2 separate regions of the Neogale vison genome follow, and region 2 is linked to region 1. Evidence: chromatin contacts called from public Hi-C data. All regions are on one chromosome and are shown on one strand. Each heading gives the region's core, a stretch centred on a gene start, on an enhancer-like site or on the middle of the called end of the contact. The rest is flanking DNA. Distances are from core to core; before and after follow the strand shown. Region 1 holds the start of FBXL12 (F-box/LRR-repeat protein 12). Region 2 holds the start of ZNF317 (zinc finger protein 317).

The links. A called contact is a pair of places that touch in the nucleus more often than the background predicts.
Region 2: a contact with region 1 is called in a Hi-C map of muscle, with 9 times the contacts expected there. The contact joins the promoter of ZNF317 here to the promoter of FBXL12 in region 1. A contact is called at or near these places in 2 of 3 Hi-C or Micro-C datasets (fibroblasts and muscle).

The regions. Positions count from the first base shown.
Region 1 is chr6:217,344,891-217,351,650 of ASM_NN_V1, reverse strand. It overlaps FBXL12 (F-box/LRR-repeat protein 12), which reads right to left and starts at 3,925. Exons shown (of 3, transcript XM_044254264.1): 1 at 3,628-3,925; 2 at 3,437-3,509; 3 at 1-1,378. The coding sequence starts at 3,713. The coding sequence ends at 557.
Region 2 is chr6:217,862,911-217,869,670 of ASM_NN_V1, reverse strand. ZNF317 (zinc finger protein 317) reads left to right here and starts at 3,832. Exons shown (of 7, transcript XM_044254282.1): 1 at 3,832-4,022.

The DNA of each region.
Region 1 (6,760 bases), core at 2,676-5,175:
AAATACAGAATACCAAGTACAGAAAATACAACTTAGAACCTTCATTAACACTTTCGATCATCAAAGCCTAAGACTTGCCGGCTTTCTCATCATGTCCCTTGTGTGCAAGTAGGCATATCAATGGTGTGTGGGTGTGTGGGTGTGTGGGTGCACATGCATAGAGAGTCTTTCCAGGCCTCCTAAGGGGCCTTGGCCCTTCAGGTCCCCCTAACTCCTAACACCACCCTTCTGCATCCATCCTGTTCCTGAGAACAACCCTTCATCAAGGACCTTTTCAGCCCAGGGCTGGTAAAGAGTTAAGGCTTTGCAACGTAACCATGAGGTAGCTATGATCTCCCCCATTTCCAGAAGTGGGGACAGGCCCTCCAGGAGGCTGACTGATGTCACAGAGGCCAAACAACTGCCAAACAGGGATTCCAATTGTCTGGAGGCCCCAAGGCTTTGGTTCTCTCCACCTGTGGCTTTCAGGCCCCGTCAGCCTGACTACAGGCCCTCGAAAGGTGCCATTCAGAGGGTGTGGGGCTCCCCAGTGAAAGCTGAGATGGACAGGTGGTTGTCACATCCACCAGTCCATGGACTCTTTGGGGCAGGCCCTAACGATGACCATACAGTGGGGCAGCCCCCTACACAGGATCCTCTCAGCCTCCTGACCCTCCCACCCCAGACCCTGCAGCTCAAGGACCCTGAGCTTGGGCATAGCAAGGCAGGAAGAGAGGATTTCAGTCGGGGAAGGCATTTCTGGGGTGATGAGAGGGCCTAGCAAACAGAGACTCTCCAGGGCTGGCATGCCCTCCAAGACAGACAGGCCAGGGGCAGAGAGGCCCCTCACGGTCAGCCGGATCTTCCGCACATCTCGAAGGTGGCGGCTGATGGCCAGGAGGGTGCTGTCGGCGGAGAGGGTGCAACCTAGCACCTCCAGCCTCTGCAAGTAGCTCAGCTCCTGGAGGCCCGCATCTAGCCCTGTCTCTGTCACTCGGTAAGTGCCGCCGAGCACCAATGACCGCAGGGCACGAAAGCGTGTCAGGCCCTGCAGGTGCTCGTCTCGGAAGGCAGGGACGCGGTCCAGCACGATGCACTCAAGCAAGGGCAGCACAGTGGGGTCCTGCTCCTTGAGGAGCCAGGCCATAGAGATCTCACAGCTGTGCAGCTCCAGGGTCCTCAGGGTGCAGGGCAAGCTGGTGATGGGCACCATGCTCAGGTCAGCCACGTGTAGGCAGAGGCGCTTCAGATTGGGGCACTTCTGGCCCAGGGCCCTCATCAAGGCGGGGGACAACTGGGGGGCCTGGGAGCCTGAGAACAGGTAGCCACCCATCCGCAGGGAATGGAGCCGGGATGCCATGTACCGGCGAAGGAGGTGCCACATGACTTTAGGCCGCATCTGTAAGAGCCAGAAGTGCGGGTGACAGGGTGAGAGATATGGAGAATATTCCACAGCCCCTGACTGCCTAGAGACAAACAAGCCCCAGCTGGGGCTCTAGTGCTCCCCTGGGCTTCTGCCCTTCCCCTGCCAGCCTCAAGTGACCCTGTACCTCCCCAAGAGTAACAAGACAATATAATCCATTCACTCTGATTTCTAGGTTTGAACAAAAGCAATGAGGGAAAAGAGAAGATCAGAATAGATCTGTCTTTAGCAACAGCAGATTCTCATTACCCGAAGTAAGAAAGCAGAGCAACTCACCAGCATTTTATTTTATCCCTTTCCTCGTGACCACCGCCAACAGAAATAAGCAACACAAAAGCAAGCTGAAAAAGGCTAGAACTGCCTAGAGTAAATTAGACCTGTGTTAAAAATCATCATCATCACCATCACAACCTGGTGATGATGAAAGCTGCAAAAATTAACTGTGCAAAGTTAATTACTAGAAAACAAAGTAACTGGAAGCACTGTGCATTTTAATGTAGGTACACTTTACCATAAAAAGAAAAGGAAGAAAAAAGAAACTGCATAGTGTAAAATTTGTGCATAGCATACAACCTGGAAGGTTGTTAGAAATTCAGGGGCGCCTAGGTGGCTCAATGGGTTAAGCCTCTGCCTTCGGCTCGGGTCGGGTCATGATCTTAGGGTCCTGGGATCGAGCCCCGCATTAGGCTCCCTGCTCGGCAGGGAGCCTGTTTCCCCCGTCTCTCTCTCTCTGCCTGCCTCCCTGCTTACTTGTGATCTCTGCTTGTCAAATAAATAAGTAAAATACATTAAAAAAAAAAAGAAGAAGAAAGAAATTCAGAATCTGGGGCCCCATCCCCATTCACTCAATCAGAATCAGCATTTTTTTTTAAGATTTTATTTATTTATTTGACAGAGAGAAATCACAAGTAGATGGAGAGGCAGGCAGAGAGAGAGAGAGGGAAGCAGGCTCCCTGCTGAGCAGAGAGCCCGATGCGGGACTCGATCCCAGGACCCTGAGATCATGATCTGAGCCGAAGGCAGCGGCTTAACCCACTGAGCCACCCAGGCGCCCTCAGAATCAGCATTTTAACAAGATCCTTAGATGATTCATATACACAGGCAAGTTTGAGACACTCCTTTTTAACACTGTTTGTAATAGTAAAAAGCTGGAAATAACTAAATGTCAACAGGAAAACAGATAAATTGTGGTATACTCAACAAATTAAAAGGAACAAATCAGTCCATGTCTCATTTACAATAAATTTCAAAAGCAATGTTGTGTGAATAAGGCTAGTTTTGGGTGGATATACAATAAATGGCGTTTAATTACCTCAACAGAACACCATTACTTAAACTTTCGATCAACACATGAACAAAACTGTATGTTGCCTCCTGGCACTTACACAGGAAGTGAGTGAGAAATGAGAAAGTGAGAAACATAAGTTTCTAGAAGACTACATTTCCATTTTATAATAGCGATGACCTCTGAGGAGGGTTTCAAAAAAATGCCACGATATATTTATAAATGTTGCCTGCGTACATGTACCCCAAAACCTTTGCATGTATGTTTCACAGAATCTGCAGCAAAAATGACCCAAAGTCAAAGTGGGTTAAATATAGGTGAAGAGTACGCAGCCGTTTCAGATATTATCCTCTATACATTGCTATATATACATTTGGAATAGTTCATACTCAAACAAGAAAAATAAATACGATGCAAATGGGGAAAAGTGGAAAAGGTTGCACTACTCAGGAAATAAACTGTGGAAATTAAGTTGGATCTGGAAGATGATTGCTCCAGGAAAACTCATTAACAGATCATGTAAGCAACTAACGTTTGTCCTATACTCCCTGTACGCGGGACTCGGCTCTAAGGTCCTTCCCTGCAGGAACTTGGTTATCCCCACTTTGGAGATGGGGAAACAGGCTGAGCAGCGAGTGTGCCGCGATGCACCCCGGGCCGCCAAGCTCGAAATCTAGGGGGCGAGGGGGTGGGGCTCGAGAGCCAGACACCCGACCGCGGCCCAGGCCCGCCCGGTCGGCCCCGCGTACCGTGTACAGCGTCAGGTCGACGTGTCGCCAGAGCCACCGGTCGTCCACCAGCTTCTTCCAGCCGTGACAAACCCTGGGGGAGGGGACCCGGCGTTAGAACCACCCCGCCCCGCGGGGACCCGATCCGCGTCCCAGGGGCAGCCCCACGCCCCCCGACCTTCCCGTCACCCCCCCGCGGGCCGGGGCCGCACCTGGAGATGCGGATCCGGTCCCGGACCGGGAGGTAGGAGAAGATCTCCAACAGGACTGAGTCCGGCAGGTCCGCCAAAGTCGCCATGATCCGAGCGACACGCACTTCCGCTTGCGGCTGAGGGGACTCGGGATCTCGCCCGGGGGGCGCCAGCGGGTGACGGGGGGTGCCGGCAGGGCGGTGGCCGCCGCCTCCGACAGCGGGCGGAGAGTTTCAGCTTTCCTCTGACAGGGACATGGTTGGGTCCCGGCGACAGGCCCGCCGGCGACCACGACGGAGCCGGGAGGCGGGGACTGGGAACCAAGCCCGCGTTCGGAAGGCGTGGCTGAGGCTCTGACGCAGCCCGGAGGCGGGGTTGGGGGCGCGGACGAGGCTGGGGGCGGGGCTGGGGCTGGGGCAGGGACAAGGGGCCCCGAGGCGGTGACTGGAGACCCGGGGACTTGTTTGGGTCGAGAACCGGCCTGGGAGCGGGATTACCCGCTGGGAAGAGGCTGGGGACAGGGCTAAGGGCTGGGACGAGGCTGGGGCGGGGCTGGGGTTAGGCTGGGGGCGGGGCTAAGGGCGGGCAGTAGGCTAGTGGGGCGAGACTGAGGGCGGGAATCGAGCCCGGGAAAAGCGCCCTGGGGCGGTGACGGACGGCCCAAGGGCGGGGCCGGACGGTCCAAGGGCGGGGCCAAGGGCGGTGACGAGCGGCCCCGGGTCGCGGCAAGTGTTGGGACGGCGGAGCTGCAGACCCCAGGACCCAGCCTGGAAGGCGCCCTTAGAGCAGTGCTGCTGGGGGACGACCAGCGGTTGTGCTAAGGGAGAGCGAGGCCCCAACTTTTCTACTTAATACCGCTTTTTTGATGCCTATAAACAAGAATAAATCTGTAGGACCGAAATAGCTGGTTAACAAACGGTGTGTTCTGTTTTTCGTTTTGATAGCGCCAAACTGTTATCCAAAGAGGCTGAGTGGACACGCCCACCAAATATATATCACTCATTTGTGGGTTTTTTTTTTTCAGAAAAATTTTAAAAAGATTTTATTTATTTGGGGCAACTGGGTGGCTCAGTGGGTTAAGCCTCTGCCTCTGGCTCAGGTCATGATGTCAGGGTCCTGGGATCCAACCCCCTATCGGGCTCTGCTCAGCAGGGAGCATGCTTCCCCTTTCTCTCTGCCTGCCTCTCTGCCTACCCGTGATCTCTGTCAAATTCTGCCTACCTCTGTCACAGGTAGGCAGAGAGGCAGGCGGGCCGGGGGGAATGGGGGTGAAGCAGGCTCCCAGCTGAGCAGACAGCCCCACTTGGGGCTGGATCCCAGGACCCTGAGATCATGACCTGAGCTGAAGGCATAGGGCCTAACCCACTGAGCCACCCAGGCGCCCCCACTCATTTGTTTTTAAAAGTTTTTATTTTTGAGTAAGCTCTACACCCAGCCTGGGTCTTGAACTTACAACTTGGAGATCAAGAGTCGCATACTCTACCCCTGAACCAGTCAGGCGCCCCACACCATTTTTTTTTCCTAAGATTTTATTTTCAAATAATCTCTATGCACAACACAGGGCTGGAACCCACAACCCCAAGGTCAAGGATTGCATGCTGCATAGACTGAGCTGGCAAGATACCCCATCACTCTTTTTTTTTTTTAAGATTATTTATTTATTTATTTGACAGAGAGAAATCACAAGTAGGCAGAGAGATAGGCAGAGAGAGGGGGAAGCAGGCTCCCTGCTGAGCAGAGAGCCGGATGTGGGGCTCGATCCCAGGACCCTGAGATCATGACCTGAGCCAGAGGCAGAGGCTTAACCCACTGAGTCACCAAAGCACCCCCATCACTTATTTTTAAAGTAGCAATTCATTAGAAAATTATCAATTGATAGGGCACATATATATATATATATATATATATATATATGCATGTTTTTCTACTGGATAAATAACCAGGAACCAGTTTGATGAGTCAAAGGACACATGAAGTTTAATTGTGAGGTTTTGCTAAATCACACCCCCAAGAGCCCATAACGGCAATACAATGCTTTCAATACACACACACACACACACACACACACACACAGGCAGGAATTGCAGATGCTGAAAACTGTCTTAAAAAGAAATGCAAGGGCCCCCCCACCCCGGCCTGCCTCTCGGCCTACTTGTGATCTGTCTGTCAAATAAATAAAATCTTTGAAGAAAAAAATGCAAAACTCATTAAGATGTATGCGTTAAATGTGTGCAATTTCTGTGTATCAACCATACCCAATAAAGCTAAAAAATATATATATCTGTATGCCCATACTTATCCATAAACAAAAACACCAGAGCTTTCACCTATCAGATTAAAAAAGATGAAGAAGGGGCGCCTGGGTGGCTCTGTTAAGCTGCTGCCTTCAGCTCAAGTCATGATCTCAGGGTCCTGGAATCAATCAAGCCCTGCATAGGACTCCCCACTGAGTGAGGAGTCTGCTCTCCCTCTCCTTCTGCCCCTCCCCCTGCTCATGCACAGTCTCTCTCTCAAATAAATAATAAACAAAATCTTTAAAAGCAAAACAAAACAAACAAAAAGATGAAGAAGGTGGAAAATACCCACACTGGACTTGGTGTGAGGTAACAGGCCCTTTCAACCCTGCAGAAGGGGCAGGATAGATTCAAACTCTTTGAAGCCAGTTTAGTAATATAAGATTATAGCTTCTGTTGGACCCAACAATATGCTCCCAAAATGTTAAAAAGAAAAAAATTAGGTAGGTCTTTCTATGCTGTTTGGAACAATCTTCAGGATACTGTTTGCTTTAAAAAGCAAAAGGTGTAGAGATCAAGGACTATAATTTGATCTCACTAGAGATATATATACCTCCCAAAAATGCACACACAATTTATTGTGTTTCACCCTTTATACAAGGCCTGTATGAAAACTAAAACATTCAAAGGGTTCCTGGATGGCTCACTTGGTGGAGCATGTGACTCTTGATCTCAGGGTTGTGAATTCAAGCCCCACAATGGGTGTAGAGATTACTTAAAAAAAGTCTTGGGATACCTGTCTTGGTATCTGTCTTCAGCTCAGGTCATGATCCCAGGGTCCTGGAAAAGTGTGCCTATTCTCCGGGCTTCCTGCTCAGCGGGGAGTCTGCTTCCCCCTCTCCCCCTGCTTGTGCTCTCTC
Region 2 (6,760 bases), core at 2,583-5,082, 520 kb before region 1:
TTATCAAATATTTCTTTCCTTTGCCTCCTAATTAAGAAATATCTTCCTATTCCACGATATGAAGACACATTTTTCTCTATATTTTTTGTTTTACCTCTCACATTTATTTCTTCATTCATTCTAGAATGATTTTGATTTTTATGGATAGTATGAGAATGGATTCAGCTTTACTGAAAAGATGGTTCCTTGCCCCACTGCACTCGTTGCCATCATACACTAGGTGGCACTGTTCTCTTGCATTGGTCAGGTTTTACTCCTGCATCAATCCCAAAGGGGGAATTTAAGGCTATTTACGCAAAGTTCAAAAACCAGGCAGAACTATTCTATGATGCATAAGAGAGGGTGAAAAAAATATTTCCTCCTACCCTTCTAGGTTCTAGGTTGGGGTTTTGTAACAAAAGTCAGATTAACAAAGGAAAACATGCAAATGTATTTAAGTTTTATCTGGCACGGGACCCTTTAAAGGGAAATGAATGCACAGAGTTGTTAACCTAGACGTTTTTATGCTAGGTTTGATGAAGAGTAGAAAGTGGTGGGAAAATGTGTTAGGGCAATGGGGTATGAGTTTAAGAGTAGTAAACTGAGGCAAATTTAGCAATCCCGTTCATTTGGATTCCTCTCTGTGTCCCTCCATCTTTTTTTTTTTTTTAAAGATTTTATTTATTTATTTGACACAGAGAAAGAGAGAGAGATCACAAGTAGGCAGGCAGAGAAAGAGGGGGAAGCGGGCTCCGAGAGCCTGATTCAGGGTTCGATCCCAGGACCCTGAGATCATGACCTGAGCGGAAGGCAGAGGCTTAACCCACTGAGCCACCCAGGCGCAGATGGATGTTCCTCCATCTTTAGAGACAAGGATGCTTCTTTCCTTTGGGTATAGAAAGGACATCCATCATATGCCCATCTTACAGTCTGCGTCAGGGGAAAGCAGAGAGTCCTTGCTGAACCCGCCATTTCTCAAATTCCTTCAACTTAGCATATTCAATGTCATAAGATGTCATATTTTAAGGCAGCCATATTTGGAACCCTGTCGGATGTCAAAAGAATTTATAATAGGGTTTTTCTTGGAGGATGAGGGGTTGTAGTGACCAGGAGAAACATGAAAGAGGCTTTTGGGTTCCTGGTAATTTTCTTTTTAAAAAACCTGGGTAGGAAAAAAATTAAAAAGTAAAAAAATACATAAAAACAAAATAAAAAATAAAAAACCTAGGTAGCAATTGCAGAGGTATGTATCCTTTGTGAACACTTTGATGACTTGTGCATAGATGTGCCCACTTTTAAAATTTATTCACAGACTCTCTGCATGTTTGTTATACTTCTTCTTCCTTTTTTTTTTTTTTTTTTGACAGACAGAGATCACAACTAGGCTGAGAGGCAGGCAGAGAGGGGCGGGTGGGGAAGCAGGCTCCCTGCTGAGCAGAAAGCCTGATGCGGGGCTCGATCCCAGGACCCTAAGATCCCAACCTGAGTCGAAGGCAGAGGCTTTACCCACTGAGCCACCCACGTGCCCCCGTTATACTTCAACAAATAATTTTTAAAAGTCCGCTTTATCTCTTTCCATCTTCTCAAGGTAGTGTGAACGACTAATAGCCATTTACACAAGTAGGGGAATGTTTACCAGTATAAACTCATCAACTGCGAAAATTAATAATAACAGGAAATCTTGTTAGAATGGAGTCTAGAAGGTGGGAAGATGGGGGGGGTGTTCTCAGCCCCACCACTGGTTGGTTGCCAATTGCAGACCAAACAGGAAGAGAGGTACCTTGCAAGTTAATACCACTTTACTACCCCAGCAAGAGGATGAAAGGTTTCTCCTCTCCTTGGCAACAGCCCAGGCAATGAGACTTCACCACTCAGCCCACGAAAAGCCACTATACTTCAATCTACCATTTCATTCCAAAGGACTTTTTGTTTAGGGGGCCTGGGTGGCTCAGTGGGTTAAAGCCTCTGCCTTCGGCTTGGGTCGTGATCCCAGGGTCCTGGGATCGAGCCCCACATCGGGCTCTCTGCTCAGCAGGGAGCCTGCTTCCTCCTCTCTCTCTGTTTGCCTCTCTGCCTACCTGTGATCTCTGTGTGTCAAATAAATAAACAAAATCTTAAAAAAAAAAAGGACTTTTTGTTTATGACAGCCTTCCCAACTTCCTGCTTTCCTTTATCATAGAGCGTTCCTCTCCTTTGTTCTGTGGACTCCGTAGCTGCTGGTCCTGAGTTGCAATTCTCTACTATTCCCACGATTTTTTTTTTCTGGTAAAATAACTGGTAGTTTCATTTTTAAGGTTAACATATTTTATCTCATTACAATAATCATATCTTTTTTTTTAAGATTTTATTTATTTATTTGACAGAGAGAGATCACAAGTAGACAGAGAGGCAAGCAGAGAGAAAGGAAGGGAAGCAGTCTCCCCACTGAGCGAGAGCCCGATGTAGCACTCGATCCCAGGACCCTGAGATCATGACCTGAGCCAAAGGCAGAAGCTTAACCCACTGAGCCACCCAGGCGCCCCAGTCATATCTTTATATAGAAATACGATGTGCATGAAGTGTGTCCAACCTTCAGAGCACTATCCTCCTTAATAATACTTAGCACCAAGGAGTATTGCAGAATTTTCCTACTCTTAATTTTGAAGACTTCGGTGAGTATATTTTTCCCTTTCATTCATTCCACCAATTAATCCTTGTGAGTTTACTGGGATTCAGCATTGACTAGACGAACTCTGATCCTGACAGAGCATTGTTTACTAATTTCAAATACCCAATTTCTGTTTTTATGCCCTCAGGTCCTGCCTGAGTCCTAACCGAATCTTCTCCCTTTTCTCCTCCTCTGTGCTGGCTCCAGATCTTTAAGATGTGACCCTTTCCCCTCTCTGGAGTTTCCCCCAGTCTTGATCCAACCACCCACTGCCCCAGGTCATTCCATTTTTGCTCTCCTCTCTGCAGTGGGCTTGTTCTGCCCCCCTCTTGTTCCTGTTAAGAGTAATCAGAATTACTTACTTTTCCCATTTGAGTCTCACAACACTTTAGAAGTAGCTCATTTCTATAGAAGGGACAGGCTATAGGCACTATACTGAATGCCTGTCTTGGTGGAGTTGGAATTAGAACTCGTGCAAGGAAGCAGACACGGACCACTGTTGCGTTCCTTTTGTAGTCACCTTCCCCTCACTTGGAAGTTAGACCTCCTAAACTTCTCGCTAAGGCATTGTAAGAGGACCACAAAACACAAACTTGGACTTTTCCAAGCCCTGCCATGACCTCTCTTGACTCAGAAGCAAGGAAAACTTTTTTTTTCTTTCTTTTTTTGGCAGTGATCGGGCTCTGGGTTGATGGTCAAGGCAGAACTGAACGTTCCACAGTGGATAGATGGGACAAACCAAAGGGTTGAGAGTGTTATCAAGGTTTTCAGTGGACAAGTGGAAAGACAGGGTTGCTATTACTTGACGTTGAGAGGGTGAAGTCAGGAGTTTGATATGTGGCATTTTAAAAGTATGTATAAAATAGCCAGGCTGAGAGAGCAAGTCTCATACGATCTGGAATCCAGGGTAGACGTGTGGGGCTGTGGATGGAAATTTGAGCCTTGAGTGCATCAACAGTACTTAAAATGGTGATGCACCGCTACCACAGAGAGAACGATAAGAAGACAGAAAGAAACCTGAGAACTGAGTCTCGGGATCCTGGAACAATTGGAAGTCGGGATATGTGGAAGGCCAGACTCGTCCTGGGAACCACCACCATGACCGTCTAAACTCAAGAACTACATTTCCCAGAATCCTTTCCGCCCCATGTTTCCGAGTTCGAGGCTGTTTTGAAGTCCCGCGAGATTTAGAAGGCGGAAGTGAAGCGGAAGCCATTGCTCTCAGGAGGCGATTGCGGCTATACACATGGGCAGGGGAGGGGTCCGTCGTGGCTTCGTCTGGGCTGTTGGGGACTCTCCGCTTCCCCACCGCAGACCGGACCTGCTCTGTGTACTTGGCGTCCCTTCACCTGCAGCCTCCGTGACCTCCACTCCACCCGATTCTGCCCTCAGCCTTGTAAGCTCTGCTTTCCTCCCTTAACCCTTAACCCTCGGTTTTCCGAGAACGGGAAAGGCCCGTAGGCAGAGACGAGGAAATGGGTTCAGGGACCTGGGACGGGAAAGCCAGGCAGCCGGGCGAGGAGTGTGCTTTGAACTCTGATCGGTGGTATGAAACGCTGGTACGCGAGGACCGAAATGTAGGACCCCCGTGTTGATGACAAGGGGAAGGCAGTGGTGATCTGGTTTTATTTATTTATTTTTTTAAAGGACTCCTCCGGGTGGAGAGGGAAAAGCCCCACGGAAGTGAATTCAGGACTTGATGGTGCGGTCAGGAATGGGAGACCGCGAGGATAGAAGCAAATATTCCTTGGCTTTGCGGTCCATTTTCTCCCGGCATTAATAAGAGGCACACTGGCTTTATGTAACATTTGTATTGAATGTTGAATAAATTTTTAAAGTTTCTGGTGCACTTACTGTTAGTTTAGTTGACTCGCGTAAACAGCCTATAACTAGTTTTAAAAGTTCACATCAAAAAAAAAAAACCCACTTCCCTTCAACATTCTGTTATTTTGAGACTTATTCATTAATATTTGTTGTGATTATTAATATTTTGCGTTGATTTTTATCGTCTTACGTGCTTGCTATTTATCCTTTTGACTTTCAGGTTTTTTTTAATTGGAATATAAAACATACGCCAAAAAGAGTACTAAAACACACACATTCTCCTTTTTTTTTAATGGTTTAATCATTTTTTTTTAAGATTTTATTTATTTACCTGTCAGAGAGAGAGAGGGAGAGAGAGAGAGCGAGCACAGGCAGAGTGGCAGGCAGAGAAGAGGGAGAAGCAGGCTCCCTGCCCAGCCAGGACCCCGATGTGGGACTCGATCCCAGGCCGCGGGGATTATGACCTGAGTGGAAGGTAGCCGCTCAACCAGCTGAGCCAGATTAAATCCAGGCGTCGGGGTTTAATCATTTTAATATGATGAGAATAATGGAAATTTATGACCCACTTAGAGTAGAATGGAATAAAAGCACTAACAAAGACATAGGATGATGAAGTGTGGCAATCAGGGCCGTTAGATAAAAGGATGGTTAATGACGTGGTTAACTAATGTCCAGCTAGTGTCCAGAACCCACTTCACACTTTTGCTGTGCTAGACCACAGCTGCCATTCTTGTTGGGGGAATAGGAATCATTTGTATCAGCCTCTCACACACATTCTCTTTGTAAAAAATGTATGGACAAATACACACACACACACACACAGTCTAAAGCGAATCTACAGACCAGACCAAAAAGAGATGATAAAATCCTTGGAACCTGGGTGCTCTTCCTGCATCTTCCTCTTTCCCCATGATTTCCTTTATGGATTTTACTGCTTACATGTTTTTCAAAAAAAGCGCATTTCCTAATTTTGATAATTATTTGTGAATGGACTCCCATTCTTAAGTGTTTTCAGAAATATCCTTTTTTCCATTAATGCAAGTACAGTTTTTAATTTAGAGATTTCTAAGTCTCTTGTAGATGAAGTAAGTACATTTAGCCATTCTTTTTCAGGCACTTCATGGCTTAAATTTTAGAGTCTGCGAAGTTCCGCATACTGGAGTTTTATTTTCAGGTTGCATGGAATCTGTATATGAATTTGGATAATATTGGCATAATTCCGTTGTATCTTACAATTTATGTCTTTTTATTTATATACTGTAATGCCTTTCAGGAAAGGTTTTTTTTTTTTTTTTTTTAAGATTTTATTTATTTATTTTACAGACAGAAATCACAATTAGGCAGAGAGGCAGGCAGAGAGAGAGGAAGGGAAGCAGGCTTCCTGCTGAGCAGAGAGCCCGATGCGGGGCTTGATCCTAGGACCCCAGGATCATGACCTGAGCGGAAGGCAGAGGCTTTAATCCACTGAGCCACCCAGGCGCCCCCGGGGGCTCTTTCTTTAAGATAGTAAAGGAGGCTCCCTTCTTTTCCTAGTTCAAGAGTTTTTCCTCTTGAATGGTTTAGGTTTTTAACAAGTGATTTCTTTTTTTTTTTCCTTTTGGCATCTACTTTGATATGTTTATCTTGTGTATCTCCAGCTCCAAAAACAATGGCTGGCTTATGGTAGGTGCTTCTACTGTAGTGCATTGAACAAATGAGTGAATACTTTGCTTTTCTTATTTATCTGATAATGTTGAGAATTAAACCAATTGATTTCTTAGTGATTCACTACATTTGTCTTGAAAAACAGCTTTTGAGAAAGACAGGCACTACTCTATCGATTTTTTGGCTTCTGTCTGCTAGTTGTTGGTTATTTGGATCTGTGTGTGAGTAAAATGGGCCTGCGATTTTCCTTTCTGTGTCAGGGTTATGCCAACCTCATAAAATAGGGTGGAAATACTCCCACTGTTTTCTAAACTCTGGAATATTTTGACTAAGAATAGAATCAGTTTTTCCTTAAAGGGGAGCTGTGCCAGAAGAACCATTTGGGTCTGGAGTTTTCGTTGTGGAAATTTTTCGAGCTCTTGATTCAATTCCTTTAAGGGTCTTAGGGATGTAAGAAGGATGTTAGGGTTCAGAGCCGACAGCCAAGAAAGGATTCTTGAGACGTTTTTGGTAAAAAGAGGTGGTTTTATTAAAGCACCAGGACAGAAATAAATAAGTAAATACAAATTTTTTAAAAATTTTGAAAAAGCACCAAGATGGGACCTGTGGGTAGAAAGAGCTGCACTGGGATCATGAGGAGTGGCCCATTACATACTTTCAAGTTGG